Linked DNA regions of Mus musculus: region 1 is linked to region 2. A link is a contact called in public Hi-C data. All regions are on one chromosome and are shown on one strand. The core of a region is the stretch at or near the end of the contact, and the rest is flanking DNA. Distances in the headings are between cores, read along the strand shown.

What was found. Hi-C and Micro-C count contacts between places; a contact is called where the count stands out from the background.
Region 1: a contact with region 2 is called in a Hi-C map of cortical neurons, with 2.9 times the contacts expected there. The contact joins two enhancer-like sites. A contact is called at or near these places in 6 of 484 Hi-C or Micro-C datasets (cerebellum, cerebral cortex and cortical neurons) and 1 of 115 datasets of contacts at active chromatin or transcription factors (embryonic stem cells).

Annotation. Positions count from the first base shown.
Region 1 is chr2:143,216,843-143,219,609 of GRCm38.p6, reverse strand. No RefSeq gene overlaps it. Among named protein-coding and RNA genes, the nearest start is that of Otor, 140 kb to the right of the region's middle. Within about 2 kb of position 1,334, at least 19 of the 459 cell types and tissues checked have an H3K27ac peak or open chromatin away from gene starts, as enhancers often do. A contact at or near this core is called in cortical neurons, where this site is marked.
Region 2 is chr2:143,113,652-143,116,412 of GRCm38.p6, reverse strand. No RefSeq gene overlaps it. Among named protein-coding and RNA genes, the nearest start is that of Otor, 37 kb to the right of the region's middle. Within about 2 kb of position 1,507, at least 12 of the 459 cell types and tissues checked have an H3K27ac peak or open chromatin away from gene starts, as enhancers often do. A contact at or near this core is called in cortical neurons, where this site is marked.

The DNA.
Region 1 (2,767 bases), core at 85-2,584, 100 kb before region 2:
TGGTTTGATCACAGAAGCCTGGTTAACATTATTATCCCATGTCAGCTCTTCAAACATACACATTCCCAGGCAGGGCATCATATACTCCCTCCTACAGCCCCATTCTCTGTTTTTCTCTTAGTTACATAACAGATATGGGCTTGTAATGTACAAAGCAGTACTCCAGAAGCAACAGACAATACAAAAGCAAGTCAGATGTTATCCTCCGTAAGCTCAATGACAATGGACCATCAGCCTGGGAAATAAGGAAGGCCTTATGGAGAAGAGGACCTGCATTTGACTTGAGGAACAGTTATTAGGGGAAGAACATGGGTAAAGGGATCAGAAAGTGGGAATCCAAAATGGGAGATTAGGTGCAAGGAAGACTGAGAATTGTGAGTTTTAGGTCAGCCTGGTACCTTGGTGAAACACTCTCCATAAAAGTGAAAATACAAAAAAAACCAAAAACAAAAACAAAAACATGGAAATCAGGAAGAAGGATGAAGAAAGGCTGAATGTACAACTGGCTCAACATGCGAAAAGTCCTGAATTCAAGAGGTGAATTTAAAAAGACACAGATGAGGACAGGACATAATAGCCATGGGTCATATTTGATAGTAACTTCATTACTGTGGTCAACATTTCAAAGTTCATTAGAGAGACAGCTGAAGGGCAGTTCAGTGCCTAAGGAGCAAGTAAAAAGATTTGCAGCTGTCAGCTAGGACACCATAATAAAACCTCACAAACACAGGCAAGGGAGCTTAAACAACACAATGTTATTTACTTATCACAGTTCTGGAAGCTGGAAGTCGAAGAAGAAGGTATTGCGTGGCCTCGTTTCCTCTGGCTTCTTTTCTGAGCTGGCACAGCAGACGCCTTTTATCTTTTATACCCATGTAGTCTAGCCTTTGTTCTATGTCCAAATATCTTTTTCTTAAGATGATACAAATCGGATGTCCTTTAATTGCTATCACTTTAACCCACTTGCTTCCTTACAGACTCTACTTCCAAACTCAGTCACAGTCTGAAACACGGGGGTTAGAACACATACATTTTCAGAGGACACACCAGCCCATACCATGGGGTAAGATGGAACATGAGGAGGACCTTGAGTGGTCACTTAAGAGGCTTTTCAGCAACCATGGCAGGCAATGGCCTCAGAAAGAGGCAAGAAAGTTCTATGATGAGCATTGATTGGCTGTCTTTATTCCTCAGGAGGAAGATCTCACTACCAAGAGTTCTGCAAAGCATGCAGGGAGAACAAAAAAGGCAGCTAGATTAACTCGCCAAGATCCCTGGACCCAAAGTCGTCACTTCTCACTGCCTCTCTGTAGAGAGAGGGTTGCTTCTGACAGCCCACCCACGCACAACAAAATGTCTCATTGCTCTGTGGGCTCCGTGCATTGGCATCACATCCCCTCATGCCTGGAATCTGAACCACCGCCAGGACATTCCTGAGTGACAGCTCCCATGAACTAATTATTAATGTTCTTGGCACTGAGGCTGGGTGGGCATTTATTCCCATTACTCAGGGCTGGTGATAGATGGGGATTTGCACAGGCTGCATAATTTCTTCATGTCTCCATAAGTCTCTGCCTTCTGCTGGCATTTTAAGGAATGTATTTTTACAGAAGTTGGCACTATTCAGTAATTTTCCAGGAGGGCACATTGCCCAGGCCAGATGGACATATTTTTTTTTCTGGTTCCAGCTGGTAAGTCCTGTTTGATAAGATCCTATCCCATCCTACTTGAACAAGGATGCACAATTTGCTTGCAAGTTGGGTAGTGAAAAATGACCCTAGTGGCAGGTTGTGACAGAGGGCTGAGGTGGGAGGGCCACCCTGGGAACTACAACTATTGCCAGAGTCAGAAGCTCCACAATCACAAACCTGATGAGTGCCAAGGAAGGGCATTTCTGTTTGAGCATACATTGTGGGGCAGGCTGTCTTGAAGCCCTAAAGAGTTTCTCCTTTATAGCATTGATATCTCTGTTCCTCTCTGAATCTTTCCATGGTTAGACAGAGAATCCTGACATGGTCAAGACATCACTACAGTGTCCAATTTTACTGCAATATGGGATCCTTTGCTATCTGTCATACAGAGCAGGTGTCAGCTCAGGTCTCCTTGCACATCATCCTCAGCAGGAGAGTGCACACCAAGCAGGCAGGTCGCATACCACTCTGGACATGGTGCCCAGTGCATGGCAAAGACCTCCTGGAAGATAGTCCTTGGGCTCTACATATGGCTTCGCTTCTCTCACTTTTTGATAAGCACGAGTCTAGAGGGACTGAGTCCAGGCAGCACTTTCGAAGAAAGCCACTTTACCTAAGAAGTAGTGCTGGGCACACCTTTGATCCCGACACTTGAGAAGCAGAGGCAGGCAGACTGAGTTCAAGGCCAGCCAGGTCTCCAGAGTGAGTTCCAGAACATCCAAGGTTACACAGAGAAACCCTGTCTGGAAAAAGCATTGGGGAAAGGGGGGAGTAATGGCACCATCAGTGAATAAACACACCTGACTTGTCTCTCCTTTCCTTCTCTGTAATTGGGCATAATTTTACATCTGTTGAATGTTGATCACTTTTATATCTTCTCCCCATCTGTTTCTCTTTCTGATCTGGAGTCTGTGTGTGTAAGAAAGTGGCCCCTCTCTGAATTCTCTCTACTCACGCATCTCATGTTTTCCTTCTGGTGAGGATCCTACGGCTGCACTCTGCCTAGCCATCTCTCTTGCTACAACCTCTTCACTGTTTTCCTGCCTTCCACCTGCTACCACTAACAACATGGTGGA
Region 2 (2,761 bases), core at 258-2,757:
CATCACTGATAGAAGTCAGGGCAGGAGCCCAAACAGGGAAGAATCTTAGAGGCAGGAGTTAATTCAGAGGCCATGGAAGAGTGCTTTTTAGGGGCTCTTGTTCTCTCCCTGAGGTTTGCTCAGTCTGCCATCTTATAGAACCCAGGACCACTAGCTCAGGGGTAGCCCCACCCATAATGGACCTGACCCTCCCACATCAGTCATGAATTAAGTAAACGCCCTAATGGCTTGCCTACAGCCCAGCCTTATAAAAGCACTTTCTCAGTTGAGGGTCACTCCTCTCAGCTTGTGGCAAGTTGACATAAATCCTGCCAGCACCTAGAGAAATAAAAGCCTGTTGGCCATCAGAGCTGAGAAGCATTCGGGCGATCTCTAGAGCTTTTGGTTGTCTCTGTGCCCTCTGTCATCACCCCCTGAACACATCAGTCCTGTAAAAATTCTTGACTTTGATAGTCAGGAAGCCAAATTTAAGAGAAACTGCAATTCCAAATATATAAAGGAAAATCTGTTTTTTCCTGAGTTTAGTGGTGATAGCAGCATCAGGAGGCTAAGACTGGATGAATGTTAGTTCAATGCCACTCTGGCCTACGTAGTGAGTTTGAGACTATCCTGTACTGCACCACATATAACCTATGGAGGAGGAGATGGGGGAAAGCTAGTCATTATTTGTTGGGCTAAAAGCTCTTTGTACACATTTCTTTTTCTTTTCCTTTTTGCATACTAGCACAATACCACTGACTCATACATTGATTTTAGCTCTCAGTCCTAGGGCTATCAGTGGTGGTCTTCCTGTTAGCAGAGTCTCACGGTGGTTGGTGTAGGGGCCAGAGAAAGAGAGTGTGTGCATATGTCTCTCCTGGTCTCTCTCTCTCTCTCTCTCTCTCTGTGTGTGTGTGTGTGTGTGTGTGTGTGTGTGTGTGCTTTTGAAGCTGCCTGCATTCAGTCACGGAAATGCTATCGGGGTCACTGTAGCTGATCATAATCTCCTGCCAGAGACCCCTCCTATACACACCACAGTCAGGTGCTGGCTGCTTCCACACCCTTAATCACAGTGAAGATTAATGAACACACAGAGAGATCACGGCATTTTAACTTAAAGAAAAAACTTGGTGTGCACCATGAGAGATGGTTTGGGGGCCTCTGTACTGCAGAAGGGATGGGAGAAATGGTGTTTCTTCTCAAAAGGGAGGGATGAGGGGTTGGAGGAAGAGGCGACAAGAATAAAGGGATGGTGCAGGCTAGAGCAAGTGTCATGGAAGGTGGCCAGGATCAAAGAGAAGTGGCACTGCTATGACTCTACTGCAGTACCACTCCACGTCTGTGGACCTCTGCATATCTCTGAAACCTCCCACAAATGCAGCACATTGCTCACCAATGCACCTGCCAGTCAGCTTCTAGTGAAAGTTAAAAAAAAAAAAATGGTTGGGTCTCAGGCATTCTTGGGCAGAGTTGAGAGTAGGAGGCTGTCACTGCAGAAACCCAGAAACAATCTGTCGGAGCAGATTTTGGAACTCGGCCACCTAAAGCTCCCTGATCAAGCTGGTTTACTTGAATGCCTGGAAAGTGGGGTGGGATGGGAGAGACTGCAATGTAGTAGCCATGCTAGGCCATTGCATGTCCCTCCAACATTCCATAGGAACCGTACTGCATTTTCTCATCTACTGGTGGATAGAAAAGGAGTGTGAATCATTTGGAGCAAGGCTGAGACACTAAGTCAGCACGAGACATGGGGATTCCCTCCAGAAAAGCAGAGACATTAAAATCTGGAGGGAAAAATAGCAAGCTTGAGTCAATACAGCAAAGGGGATTTGTGTGCAAAACAGGAACTTAGAAAGGTTAATGGAAGCAGGTCTGCTCCAGAGTTAGGTCTCCCTGTAGAAATGACATTAACTTCCACAGTGCACAGATACAGAGAGTCAAGATGGACAAGTTATGTTGGAGTATGCTGTCATTGATACACAGAAGAGAAAGACACATTTTAGAGATTGCAAGGCTGGTTAGGAAAGAGAATCCTCTAAACTCAACTTACAGCAATCTGTGATGTCACAGCAGGAGAGGCACGTGCATATATCGTTGGAATAATGTGGTTTCTTAGAACACATTCCCCAAGGAGTAAATTCTGGGTTCTATTGTACAGCTCTCTGTGATGCTAGGGAACTGACATGTCTGACCATACTGCATGGCTACCATGCAGAGAGACATCGCTCTGAGATACAGTCAGTCTATGGATTTGGCCAAGGAGATAATTAGTTTATGGGCACTGGGGTGAGTATGATTAGTGAGGCATCTCTGCCCACTCTCAGAGTAATCTGCAGGCCACTTAAGGCAGTTTCCTTTTCACATAAAGAGCAACCAAAGGCAGAGAAGAATCTCCTTTGGGGAAAGCTAGATCTCATTTGCAACTGATGTATGTAAATCTCTTACATTTCCACCTTAACCAAAGCCTCAAGTTTAGGTTTTATGTGTTTGTGGTGCCATCTGCTGGTAAGATGTAGATTTCATATTATGAGCTCTCAATTCAATTCTCCAAACTTTGTTCTTTTACACTGAAAAATTGAGGACTCCAAGTACCTTTTTTTTTTTTTTTTTTTTTTAGATTCATTTATTTATTATGTGTAAGTACACTGTAGCTGTCTTCAGACACTCCAGAAGAGGGAGTCAGATCTCCTTAATGGATGGTTGTGAGCCACCATGTGGTTGCTGGGATTTGAACTCCGGACCTTTGGAAGAGCAGTCGGGTGCTCTAACCCACTGAGCCATC